2 separate regions of the Mus musculus genome follow, and region 2 is linked to region 1. Evidence: chromatin contacts called from public promoter capture Hi-C data. All regions are on one chromosome and are shown on one strand. The core of a region is the stretch at or near the end of the contact, and the rest is flanking DNA. Distances in the headings are between cores, read along the strand shown.

Region 1 (6,818 bases), core at 4,266-6,765:
TAGTTTGACTTGTATTTTGATCTATGCTTGAGTGAAGGGGACCACAACCCTTTTCGAGAGTAGCCTCAGAAGCCTCTAATGACTGTCCATGTAAGTGCTTAGTAAAGCCTGGTGCAAGAAGCACCCGCTCTTCAGAGGAATGACATCAAGTTGGAAAAGGCATGGCAAATTAGGCCCCTCTTCTTCTTCCACTCTGGCAAGAAGCAATAGCTTCTCCACAGAGGGATTTTTTAGTCATGAATAAAAAAAAAGTTTTTTTCCCCTCTCTGTTTTATTAGAATCTTGAAATTTTTGTTCTCATGCCCTTAAATCAGCCATTGGAGTAGGAGAAAGTTGTGTTAAATGCGGAAGGTATTGTATGGGTGCCTGGCAATTCTTCTTTCTCCCTCTCTGAGAGGATCCCTCAGTTATTGAAGCAGCAATATACCTAACTGAAATACTGCATAATGGACGTAGGGTATTGTGGAGCCAAGCCTCCCTAAGTTTGTCTTAGTTGGGTCCAATAGGGTAGTTAAGGATACCCTCTTCCCTCCCCTTTATAACTAATGTGGGACTAAAGGACAACAAAACAGTGCAGGCATTCCCTCTATACGCCTGCTCTGCCCACTTTTGGTCTTTCTTCATCAAGAGAAAAGATTTGCCATTGCTCATAACATGGGAGCTTAATATCATTTGAAAAAAATGTATGTTCATGTATGTATGTATGTATATAAATATAATATATAAGTATACATATGTAACATATATTTACACATATAATATACAGGTATACACATATATGTATAACATACATATATGTGTACATATACATGTATATATGTATACATATATACTTATAATACACATATATTATACATATATGTAAGTATACATAAGTACATACGTATATATGTATGTATGTATGTGGTGCACATATACAAGTAATATGTTCCACATGTATTAGCTTTCTTTTACTTTCTATTCAGTTTATTTTGCTTGTTTTCTTTTCTTGGATGATGATCATTTCTTTTTAACTATCTTGGAGATAGAATAAATACTAATGGGTAGCCAATCTTGAAAGCCACTGAGTCCTGGAGCAGAGAAGGCAGGTAAACAGGTCTGCTCTGTGAGGAGAGGGGTCTTAGTCATCCCCTTCATTGGGGGTCTACTCTGTGACTCTGAGAGTGGGAGTCAGGTTTCTGATGGTAACAGCAACAGCAACGTGATGGCTATCCCTAAGGCAATGGAGCACTATTGGTGAGAGATCGAGTATTTATTTCTTGATCAGAAAGTTACATATAAAATTGTCCCGATGAACTTGATCGAATGCCCCAATTCAGACCAAACAAGAAATGCATATAAAAGGTTCAAGGCACGATTTTAAAACCACTACATGGTCACATGAAGCACCAGTGGCTCTATCTGGAACATTTAATGATGAGAAGTGTGTTCTCACAAAAAGTAACTTATAAACAAGAAGACTAAGTGATAAGTATCTCCTGATCTTTATGGTTTATAAGTCAGGGATGGTGGGTCACTGTGGCCTGTAAAGCTCCAAACAATATGAACATTTTCCTAACTGGGATGCCAAGGCAGGTGGATCACTGTGGTTGGAGTCAAGCCTGGTCTACGTGACTTCAGTGCAGCCTGTTGTGCATTTTGTATGATAACTGCCATGTGTTTTTCTGGTGACCATCTCTTTCCTTTAATAGTAAATTAGAATTGTAAGCACCTAGGTCTCAGAATCAATGGTTAGTTATGGCAAGTTCGATGTGGCTATGCAAGAATTGGAAGACTAGTAGCCTTCGTAGGAAAGAAGAGATGAAATATATTGTCCCTGTCCTCAGTCTGCTTGAGATCTCATTGTGTTCTTACGTCTTATGAGACAGACATAACTTGACAGCGCATCTGTGAAAAACGGAAGAGAGAAGCTGCGGGAAGATCAGGCGATCTTGTTTTAGAGCTGGGAAGTTTACAGATAAACATATTTTGACCTGGAAGAGGGATGTGGCTCCTAGACTGAGGAGAAAAATTTGCCAAACAGATAAGAAGATGCAAATGTGCAACAAGTTGCTTAGGAACCACCACAGGGTCTCCTGGGTAACTGGAGTATACACAGAGAGGATAGACAGAGGTGCTCATACCCACGGCCTGCGCTGACAGTCAGGACAGAGTGTTTCATTTATTTTGTTTGGCTAATTTGAGTCAACTATTTTAAAGCCTGGAGGCTTTGCACACCTTTTTGTTCTACCATGTACAGCACAGCATCTTGTGTGACAAGCACGTAGCTCCGTGCTCAGTGCATGTTAAGTGCGTAATTGGAACTGGGTGGTATGTGTGATGGATTAGACCACTGAGAAAAGTACCACCAGGTCTTTGAACAAGTCCAGGTGAGAAGGATTGACAGGAGAGTTATACATAAAATTCTGAGTTCTCACCCTCTTAAAGGCACAAGATCACTCAAGAGTTGCTTGAAAGGGTGTAGAGTCTGAATCAGAATTGCCATGGGGTTTAGAGACCTACCATCCTCAGAAAAGGTCAAGCTGTATCACAAGTTGTGATGACAGGCAACAGGGGATTTTGTCACGCACACCCTGACTTTGCCTCTGGGCATCAGTGCCAAGAATGCCCTGGACTTGATCTTGATCCTGGGTGTGGCCCTGTCCACTCACTCATAATGACCAGGGAGGCGTGTTGACAAGCATGGGTGGATGCTGTAGGATCTCGGAGCTATTTCTTGGCAAGCTTTTGTGGGGAGGCGTTCCCCAAATGCCACAATCCTGTTATTTTTGAGCAGTGGACTAAACCCAGGTGCCTGATTGGACAAGACCACTCCCAATTTCTTCCAGATAAATATTTGGTTGCCAAGAAGTTATATTTAAATGAGAAATACCTCCTTAGGAAGTTGCTGCCTAGGGATTCCGGTACACATCAGGATGGATCTCACCCCTCCCGAGGAATGCCTGAGCAGACCCTAAATTTACTTGGCACTCACTGTATAATGCGAGGACACCTGCTTTGCGTTGTGTCAAAGTCTGTTCCTCTGGATAACAAGGAAATATTAGAGATGAAGCTTTTCTTCTGAAAGTGCTGTTAGCCTCCAGTATCAGGGCAATGGTGTCAGGACAGACAGGAGCCTGAAGCACAATTAGAGCAGCCACTAAAGACTTGGGGGCTCAAAGGAGAAAGTGGTTTTCTGCAGAGCTGGCTCTTTTCTAGCAATCTGTCCTAGAGTCTAGAATCTTGGGTTCTTGTTCTCTTGAGTTGCTCTCGCTTGCTGTCAATCTTTAATGTTACATTAAAATGCAGCATATCTGAAGTCCATGTAGTTACCCCGGCAGCTGCTGGGTGGCAGCAGACGTGCTCCAGCAGTGGTTAAGGAAAGTGCAGAAGGGCAGAGCTGCAAGATTCTCTGCACACTTACCTCTGTCCTGGTGGGACACACACACACACACACACACACACACACACACACACACATTCATGCATGCATGCACGCACGCAGGCACAGGGCAGAGACAAATGATAGCTAATTTTGAATTTTATAAAGAAATTGAGGACACTTGTTATGAAACAACCATCTAAACAGTAAATACTGGGACATCTTGAGTCTCTTTGTTGCTAGGCTGTGTAGGGTGTTTCCCACTACACTTACAGTTCTGTAAAGAGATGGGTTGTTTTCTTTACACATGAGTTCTCTGAGTTGCATCAAAGGAGAGGCACAGCCTTAGGCTCTAGGGTACAGAGTTGAAATGGCCCTGTTATGTTGAGGCTGTGCATCTTTCAGAACTGCTGATTCCTGGCTCCATTTAGGGTGATGGCTGCTGCAGCCGCAGCTGTACCCATAATGGTATATAACTGAAGCTCGTCCACATGCACATAAAACATAGTGGCCATCTTGCTCCTTCACTGAGGTCCCTCAGTTGTTATAAGCTGTTACAGGAATCTAGCAGAAAGGAACTGACTCTCCTGGCCATTGTGCTTGCATTTAGTTTGTTTGTTTGTTTTTTGCCATTTTTATTAGATCTTTGAGAATTTCACAAAACATATTCATCTCCCTCCCCCGACTCCTCCCAGACCTTTCCCACTCACCTAACTTTGTTTCCTCTTCATTAATTTAAACCCATCAAGTCCAATTTGCATTGCCATGTAGTCCTGGAAATGTGACTTTCCAGGGGACTGTGGTTGACCCACCAGGGGTTACAGCCTCAAAGAAAACTGTTTCATTACTTCTCTACATTATTGACCTATAAATCCTTTTCTCCCAATCATAATATTTGTGTCAGAAAAATTCTGGAGATAGAGGGACCCATAGAGACTATATAAGACCCAGAAGGGCAAAGCAACTTAGGTAAAATTACAGTTACAGAGACATAAACAACTGTGGGGCCCTGACTACTCAGGAAAACTCAGGCTTGGATCACAAAGCAAAGTGGCTTCACATACTGACTCTTATTTCTTGTCAGCCAATTCTCATCAGTAAAGACGGAAATTAATAACAGCATTTCAGGGATGTTGGTCAGTGTAAGCAGGTACTCTATTGGAAAGCCTAGTGGTTTGCTCATATGCAGTCTCTTGAATTTGGTTTGGACTCTTGGTGAGATCATGTGTTTTACAGTTTACAGCACAGTTAACCCTCCCCACCTGGTACAAGAGTACAACTCAGCCCTTGGTGGGAAAACAGTGCAAACAGTCCCTTCAGAATGTCTTCACGTCATAGGCTAACCAAGTTATAGCATGCTTTTCCCATATGTAGTTTAAGCATCTATTATTATGTTTGGGATATGCTTTGGCTTGTATTGCCAAACCTGTATAATTAAGTGTTATATTATAGTGGGCTCCACAGCATTGGGCAACGAAATGAATTCTGGCCTTGTAATCAGCTGAATTTTGTGCCAACTCTACAAGGCACTAGCTCTGTGATTGTACACGAATTTCCTTTCGAATCCATAAAGTGACAGTTCAAAAAAAAGAAAAAGGGGATATGACCGATTTTCAGATCTCATTTGCGGGGATTTTCTTCTGGGAATGCATCGGAGACTCCTACTGTCTGTGTAAGGTTTCATGTTGACTGCTGAGATCACTCTTCTAATCAAATCCGCTCAATCGTGGATGATTAAGATGATTTCCCAACCGCAGACCTCTCCTGCTCAAAGTTCTCTCTTTAAATTTACTGCCAGAGCTCAGTGGAGTTCAGTAGCCAGCTCAGATGCTGACAGACCTGGGAGACAGTACCGCCTCCTACAGGAAGGTGGCGCGAGAGACTCTTCTCATAGATCAACCAGGAGGCTAATGGCCTGGAATGGAATACTCACAGAATCAGTAAACTGGTGACCATTCAAAGCAGACTTCCCTTTTCGGGCATCCGGACTGTTAGTTGTCCAGCCTCAGAGGACTTCTGGTAAAACAGAATTGACTTGGGGAAGACTTTGCTTGTCATGATTTTCCCTGAGTGAAGTGGAAGTCAGCTTCTCTAAGAGTCGCCCTCCTCCCCCTTCTCTTCCTTATCTCCATGGAGTTAGGAGTCAGCCCATTAATTCAGTATCTATTCAGTTCTTGCAGTGTGCCAAGCATGCCAGAGCTGAGCTCTGGGGAGCAATGTGTGAAGTATTCGTTTTTCCGGGGCAAACGGTGAGATTGGAGAAGTATTAAGTATACGGCGTGTGGCAAATGCTGATACTTGTGACCCAGGTGGCACAGAAGGAGTGAAGGGGGCTCACTCAGAGGAGGCTACAGGAAGGATTCTCCAAAGATCCAGAATTTGAAAAATGTTCACTCTCTCCTTCATTTCAGTCCTCCTTGAGCTGATTATCCTGGTAGACAGTGACAAAGAGCACATTCTGGGGGGGGGGGGGGGGGGTCACACGAAGACTGGGGACACGAGTTCTCAACCCAGGCTTATTACTATTGTCCCTGCACAAAGATGGATGGAGGAGACGATCGGAATAGGTTGTTCAGTCCTTGCTGTCTAATTGGTCTCCGTCTCTCTTTCTTTTCCCCACTGATTAGCCTAGAAAAAAAAATCGCTATCTTTCCTAAGTGTTGGCTTTCTTAAAGTTCAGTGTACCCCATCTTCCATGACATAGACCTTTATTGGGGGGCCCTTAGCTTGTGGTTGAAATGTTCACAGTTCTTAACTGGAAAACACTGTTGAGAAAAGCCACAAAAATTGTGAACGTGCCCAGGCATATTGGAAGCTGCCCCCAAGGTCTTTCCATTGACCAGCACAAAGACTATGACGAAGGTGCTGTCTGCCCACTCCTATGTGGAAATCGTGTTGTGTTTGTCTAGAAGCCAGAAGGAAAAAAAATATATGTTGAAAATGGCCTGATGACAGCCTATTTTGAGATACAGATGCCTTGCTACTTCAAATCCTTTCTTGCAAAAATTCTTATAGTTGAAAGGTTTTCATTGGTCTGAAGTCCAAGGAAATGAGCGTCCTTCCTTATCTAATTTAGCTAGACTGACAGTTTGCCTGTAGCTATTGGGAAACAGAGGGCTACTCACAGCCATTGGAGTGAAACCTCTGGGATATGGGATACAGTTCCTAAGTTTGGCCACAGAAATGATTTTTTTCTTTAAAAATGCCCCAGAATGTAATTATATGTCTTTAAACTGGATGCATTTCCAGATCAACATCACTGTGGACTTGGGGTGGGCAGTTCTATATTTATAGAAGTTAAGCTTTGTGAGACTGATCTTTTTTTATTTTTTAGAGGTTCTCATGTGTAAAATATAGAAGGTGTTCTTCATTGAGGCATGGAACCTGATAGTATCACGCAGACTTCACCAGGCCCAAGGTGTTGAGGGTGTCTCAACCGGCTGTCCACTCAGGAAAA
Region 2 (7,196 bases), core at 4,439-6,938, 990 kb after region 1:
TTGACAAGCAACATTTTCCATTTACACCTGGAAGCCACTGTTTATGAATTAGCTTCTGCTTTATATTAGACTGGCATCAAGTGGAGACATTGGACAATGGCTAACCATAATGACATGTGCAGGGAGTGTACAAAATAATGCAAGCTTTCCTGTACACCATAGACAATGGTGGCCAATTGAAACAGTGAGAAAACTTACTAGCTGAGCACATGTAATGATGGATAATAAGTCAGACTAAGAAACTACTCTTTGTGATGCTTTTACGGTAAAGATTAGTTCTAAACCAGAGCTTTCATCTGGACCAGCTTCGTTTTTTCCAATAAAGATCTTGTGGAAGCAATTCGAGTCAGAGTCATGGACTGTCTACTCCTGAGCTGCTGGATGGCTGCACTGGAGTGGTATCAGTCGGAAGCACTGCTCATACTCGCTGACCCTGCCTCTGTGTCATTCAATGTGTTCTTGGTGAGCCTGCACCAGAGGGATGCTTGCTCCTCAAAACTGGCAATAATGTGAGAGGAAAAGCACATACTTGTGTTTAACTAGGTTTGTTTGTTTGTTTGTTTATTTATTTATTTATTTATTTATTTATATTTTTAGCTACATCTTTGAAATAATACTTATCAGACAAACACCTCCTTTGAGAGGCTCCTGATGCTAAAGTTTTGCTACATAAACCTGGCCTTAAATGTGTTACATAATGCTAGAAATATATGCAAAAGTGTGGGGGGGGGCTGCAATTTTCCCTTAACCTGATAGCAGTTTTAAACGTTGTGTATTCAATGAACTCTTGTGATGGGTTTTCTCTTCGTTCTTTCTCAGCAGAATGAGGAAGGCAGAGCACAGAAATTGATAGTGAAGCATAAATGCTACAAAATAATATTTGGAGCAGAGATATGTCTATTTACTCTTGCACCACCCCTAGAAACACTTACATTTTTTTCTCATGTCTTTAAATTTTTAGCTAGTTTTATAACATTATAACCAAAGCTGTGTGTGGAGAAAGGAGTTAGCAAATACTGCAGAAGTTACATTATTGTTTCTGAAAGTTATCCAGCAGTAAACAGGAAGGCAGCCTTTTAATAAAGCTCAGGCAGAGTGAAAATCTGCAGCTTAAAGACCCCCTAAGGAGTTCTCATCACTCTCAACATGAAAGTATAATTAAAAAAATACTTACAAAGATCTCTACTTATAAGACAAGAAATGAGTTAGACAGTATCCTTCTACTACAGTTATTTTAATCAAAGTTTGCAAAGACAAGTATAGACAGGTAGGGGATTTTTTTCCCCCGCTCCAAACTTTAAAGACATGTTCTCCAAACAGGAGAATCGCCATAAAATTCCTGGCACTGTGCATGCCCCAGACTACAGGCCATTCCCATTCCTACCCTATGTCATATATACCATGAACAAGCCAGATTTTGATGGTATTTCTGCCTTCACACAGTTCTTCTTTATTATAATATGTGCTAAAAGGTCTCGGGGACAAAATAAGTGCCCGTTGTGTGGCCACAGCAGAAATGCCCTTTCTCTTCCACAGCTAGATGAGCTTGTTCAGACTGTTAGAGAGCACCGCTGTGCCATTTCCAATGATTAAGGCGATCTCTTTAGCCGGTGTGCAAAGTTTCACGGGTGCCTTCATTGTTGCATTTCTATTTTACAGGTGCTGGAGCTGGTGGGCTAAGTGTGACTCGGTGTCTATGGGTCTGTCAGCAGTCCACGATGTCTTGGAGGATGAGGGATCACCATTACTCAGGGTATCCTGAGATGTTTTGCTATCTCTTTTAAAAAACATACTATTCATTTTTATGTTGCTTCATTATTAAATGTATATTACCGTTTCTGTGACACTATTTTTTTATTAAACTCTAACTACATCTTTTCTCCACTTCCCTTTCCTCCCCTTAAACTCTCCCACTCATTCTCTACCTCAAATAACCTTTTCTGTGACGATCATCACTGTAACCTAGAAAACCTGTATTATGCCACTTAACTTCTTTCCTTCAGTCACTGAAGTTGGCGACAACCAAAGTTGTCACAAGCCTTACCAATGACCTTTGCTGCATTCCAACAAGTAAGAATAGGGCCAAGCTCAGGTTTGCTAAATAGGCCAGTGGACCTTTGATCCATCCCTCTACTCCTCCTACTCTGCCCTACGTTACAAATTGTGAATCCCATGGAGAGCAAGTAGCTCTCCCTGGACAGGACAAACTGGGACAAGAACTCCACACGTTTTCATTTCAGACTTTGGCTCTTGTTTAACTTTTGTTCCACTCTGCACACCCATGGCGTTTCTGGATGTTGTCTATTTAGCAGCAGAAAGGAGTCTGGAGAAGCCTGAGTGGTTACCCACCTCTCCGCCTGTGCTGCACAGATACCCCGTCAGGGATTTTGCTCCCCCGCTGAGCTTGACATCATGGCAAGAGTGCTGGGAAACCTCACAACCACCAATACTCATTAAGCACACCTACACACATGTGAATTCATGCAGAGCAAGTTCAACAGGCTGGGGTAGCTTATACACAAATTACAGCAGTTCAGGGCTAGATGAGACTTAAAGAGAGTCTAGCATAACCTCCCATTTGTCTGCTGCTCGAATCTTCACAACTGCAATCCACAAAAATGCTTACATCTCTGCCTTCACACCTCCCAACACGCAGCCTCCTAGGAAAGCCCTGTCTTTGGACCGTGCTGGTTATTAAAGTGAAGCAAGAAGAAGCAATTAGCTAAGTACATGGAACAGGCAGCTGGCTTTCCACAATGCTGGGAATGGAATCAAAACCAAGAGAGATGTGTGAATTAGACAAAGAAATGTCTACCATAACTGTATTTACTCCTGTACTTTGTATGCCCAAATTTCAGCTGCAAGGATCGTCACTCTAAATGATCACAAGCAGGGGCTTGGCAATGTTCTGGGCTATTATGGGCTATAATTCACAGTGTAGCTATTGTTTTTCCAGGAAGTTATTGTTATATTTCTATAAACTGTTCGGCAAAAGCTCTGTACAGTATGGCCTCTTTATGCTATTTCCAGTGGTTCTCGTGGGACGTGATAATACTGCACTCACTGTACATATTGTGTAAAGGTCATGTGCCTTTCACAACTGATACCAGATATGACAGAAGTAGCCCTTGAGGTCTGGTTACAAAACACTGAAACTCTTCTATCTTATACTTTGGTGAAGTGGGCTCTGGGGCAAAGTTCACGAGTACAATATTAGGAAACCCATAGCTGTGCCTCTTACCTCAAAGCATCTTGTGAGAGGTAAACTTCATGAGACACACACACATACACACACAGATAAGCCTTTTCATCTCTAGGCGTCATGGTACTATACCAAAACCAGCCAGTGAATCACCAACCAGATCTCTACATCAGGTAGGCGTGAACACCATGGCTCAGGTGGAGAAACAGAGACAAGTTTTCTGGGCCTGGTCCAAAGGCACCTACTGAATCACTGCTCAGCTGGGAGAGAAGTGTGAGTCAAGGCTCACGCTTCTGGGAATTGGTTTGTGGAGAGGCTGCTGGGCTCCATCTTGAATAAACTGTAGCTTTAACCAGAACAGAAGATGGAAGCTGTTTTCCGCTAAAACAAATCAACAAACAAGCCACTTCTAAACACTCCTTGTGATGGAAGGATAGTCAATGTGTTTATCACCGTTTTAGGAAATATAATAAGTATATTTAAAAGGAATAAATTACAATCAACCATTTAATGAATTATTCTGGGTAGGAGCGATCTGAATATTTGCTGCATGGACCATCATTCTATCCAGGCATTTGGGAAACTTAGACCTGATAAAATAAAGAATTTGGATTAGAGGAATAAAATTGATAGGAAGCCCTCTCTGGACTTGCTGTAGCAGATCTCACCTGCCAGGTCTACAATATGGTTCTGAAAATGCCTGGCACCATTTTCTTTCCACTGGACTAGTTCCCAATCGTCAACAGTCTGAGTGTATCCGGGGAGGGTAATAAATAGGACATGCTTTCCAAATGTATAGATTACTTTTAATAGAGGAGTCCAGATGTGGAGACAAAACCATGCCAGCTGAGTACATTCTACAGGTTCTCACAGTGTCAAGCTGATTTGTGGCAGGTCTCATAACTGTAAAGTGAAGTGCTTTTGTTGGGAAGGAGGAAGAGCTCCACTCTCATAGGTCAGGGACAATGCCAGCACTGTTCACAGCAGCATTCCCAGGGGACTGTGGAGTAGCTTTGTTTAGGCAAAGGCTAAGGGAACTCTTCCTCCTGTGAGGTAAAGGGCAGGACAACCAATGTGATTTCTCCAGGAAGAGAACATGCCCTGTAGGAATTGAATGGCTTTCTGACAAAGCCCTGAAAAAAGTTTTAGCTAAAAGTGAAGGCGAATACATCTTATCACCCGTCTCCCCAGAATCAGTAGAGATACTCCTGTCTATGCATGCCTTTCTCACTTTACATATAGGACCAATGCATCAATACATAGAGATTCCATTGCGGAAGGAAAAACATGGGAATAGCCTTTCTTTTTCCTCACAGACTTCTTCCCACATGGTGACCTCAACCAGGCTGCCTCCTTCTGTGCCTTCGCTCTTGCTGCCATGCTGCTGAGTTTATTCAGAAGAGCTCTCTTCAGTGACCCACTCCCCAGATGCCACCAGTCCTTCTTATTCTAAACTTGTACCGCACAAGTTGACTCTCCTGCAAATCCTAGTCCATCCTTTGGGGGCGGGGGGGGGGGGATCTCAAGAGGTTCTTCAAGGTAGAAAACCAAAAGACCCAAAGAGTAAACCTTAGCTGTGCGTTGGAAATGCCATGAGACAACTCAGAAAGTTTCTTATTTGATATTTCAGAATCATCTAGTTAACGCTTGTAAACCTACCCAAAGTGTGCCGTTTTCTTGTTCAAACCCTATTAGAATGAATGTGCAGAAGAGGCCCAAGAACCTAAGTTCCACAGTGGTCTTCATTCTCCCAATCTCCACCCACCTTGATTAGAATTTGAGACAAAAAAAAAATCACACCTAAAAGGGCAGAAGGTGCCAAGTAGAGAGTTAGAGGCAAATCTAGGGCTTTAACCTAGGGCTTGGGTTCTTTCTGCTTTATCAGGACAGAGCACATGCTGAAAAGCCTTGACCAATTTCGAGGGTAGCCTCTGGGCTGAATGAAGCTACTACAGAGGACAAGGGCTCCAAGGCTGGGGAGTGGGGGTAGAGAGGGTGGGGGAGAGTCCAAGGATAGGGAGTGGGGAGTTGGAGGATGAGGGTGCACTCACTGTTCAGATTCAGCAAGGAGTCGAAGACTTTGCACTGTATCTGCCCGGTGCTTTGCGAAACGCAGGACATCCACAGTCCCTCGTAGATGGCCTGAGCGGTCACGATGTTGTCCCCAGCATAGGAGTAAATCTTCCACTGGGGCAGGGCAGTGCTGACGATGGAGCCGATCCATCCCAGAGAAGCCAGGATGAAACCCAGCAGCTGCAGCCCCGCGTTGGCCATGGCTCTTTCCGAGGCTCCCGCGGGCTCAGTGGCAGATGCAGAAAGTGGAGTTTGCAAGGTGCGCACCTGAGCTCCCGAAGGTGATGGGGTCTCTGCAAACAAGTTAGTGCCTATACCCTTGCTCTCTGTGCAGCTGCGGGGCGAGGCTCCTGGCTTCTGGTCCGGGTAGGCGGTGGTGGAGTCTGGAAGTGAGAAGTGGCAGAGTTCTCTGAGACGCTGAACCGCCCGGCGCTGTGATTTAAAGCAGCTCCGCCCCTCCCGGCATGCAGCGCCCCCTGGTGGTTTCGTGGCCGAATCCCCACAAAGGTCCTCGCAGGCCAGCTCCGTGGTGGATGATGATGCCCCGTGGGCTACCTGGGGACCATCTGAAGAGAATCAGGCATCCCTAACCTCTTCCCTTCGTGTCTCTCCTAGCACTTGATAGGCATTTTCTTCATTTCACTCCGTAATTAACTAATAATAAAAGTTACCTCATCTGTGTAAATGCAAAAACAACACATAAAGATGGAAAAACTGGGGGGAACTAGAAACCTATTTTCATTTTTTAGTATATTCCCAGTATTTTATTCAGGAAATGTGTCTAACTCGATATTTCTATATTCCCTTCACCCTTGGGCACCTCTTGTCTGATAGTTCCTTCTCTTTTAGGGGCCCTCTGCTCCCTTCTGTTCCTTAAGGTCATTCCATTAGATTTCTCCCATTTCTCCCATGGGTCTCAGAGATGTTGAAACTTTATAGATTAGAGAAGAGCTAACCGGAGAGTGCCTCAGGGCAGGTTTCTAGTACACTCTTAGATCTGTGTGCTTTCCACTGCATATATATATATATTGTCTTTTGGGTTTTTATTTTCCTTTTGAAAATGCAGTCCACTATCTGACACACCCAATGCATGCATGCACGGGCACAAACACACAGACACACATATACACACATACACATACACATACACATACACATACACATACACATACACTTTTTCCTTAAAGCAATTTGCTTAGCATAGTAACTCCTTATCTGAGATGCCTGACCAGCAAAGACTTATCAGATGGAATTCAGCAAGTTCCTCCACATTCTCTTCCAGGAGAAAGAGAGACACTTGGATGCATCCTAGTAGAACTTAGTCTCTGGCTTTGGAGCTGGCAGTAATCTCCCCAGGCTTTGACCTAGGCTGCCTCTTGCTGTCCTCTCTGGGTCTGTACAGCTTCCTTGCTTGTTGCTACACAGAAGCCCACATTGTGGTTGAGAATAATTAAAATGTTTTCTCAGCTGTTATTTTGTCTGTGGTGTGAGTACGGTGGAAAGAGAGGCTTCTATGGATTTAGTAAAAACAGGAGAATTGAGGGCAGAAATAAACACATGAGTGAAAACAAGGGATGCTTCCATGCATGCTAAGGAAAGTACAAGCTTGCCACAAGAAAGTTATGTGAAAAACAAAATAGAACGACAAACAAAGCCTTACTGCCCTCACTCCCATGCTCACTGTTCTCAGACCAGCTTTGTCAATGCTTAAGGATAAAGACTCAGATCTGCTGTAGTCAGGGACTTAGGGAGTAGTGATGACAACAGAACTCAGACAGGAGATAGCAAGATTTGAACAAGTATTCATTGTCCTGCTCCTGCTCCCAGCTGTTTTCCAAACATAAAAGATCTCTAAATAAGATCTGTAGGTAGGCCAGGCCCTGGCTGACTTGTGCCCTCACGCCCTCAGCCTGCAGGCAGT

What was found. Promoter capture Hi-C pulls out the DNA fragments that hold promoters and counts their contacts.
Region 2: a contact with region 1 is called in a promoter capture Hi-C map of embryonic stem cells, with 6 times the contacts expected there. The contact joins the promoter of Cldn1 here to the enhancer-like site in region 1. A contact is called at or near these places in 2 of 39 promoter capture datasets (cranial neural crest and embryonic stem cells), 1 of 484 Hi-C or Micro-C datasets (cardiomyocytes) and 1 of 9 other capture datasets (adipose tissue).

What each region holds. Positions count from the first base shown.
Region 1 is chr16:25,371,651-25,378,468 of GRCm38.p6, forward strand. The region is part of intron 4 of Tprg (transformation related protein 63 regulated); the gene reads left to right. Among named protein-coding and RNA genes, the nearest start is that of Tprg, 88 kb to the left of the region's middle. Within about 2 kb of position 5,516, at least 33 of the 459 cell types and tissues checked have an H3K27ac peak or open chromatin away from gene starts, as enhancers often do. A contact at or near this core is called in adipose tissue and embryonic stem cells, where this site is marked.
Region 2 is chr16:26,366,151-26,373,346 of GRCm38.p6, forward strand. Cldn1 (claudin 1) reads right to left here and starts at 5,689. Exons shown (of 4, transcript NM_016674.4): 1 at 5,254-5,689. The coding sequence starts at 5,476.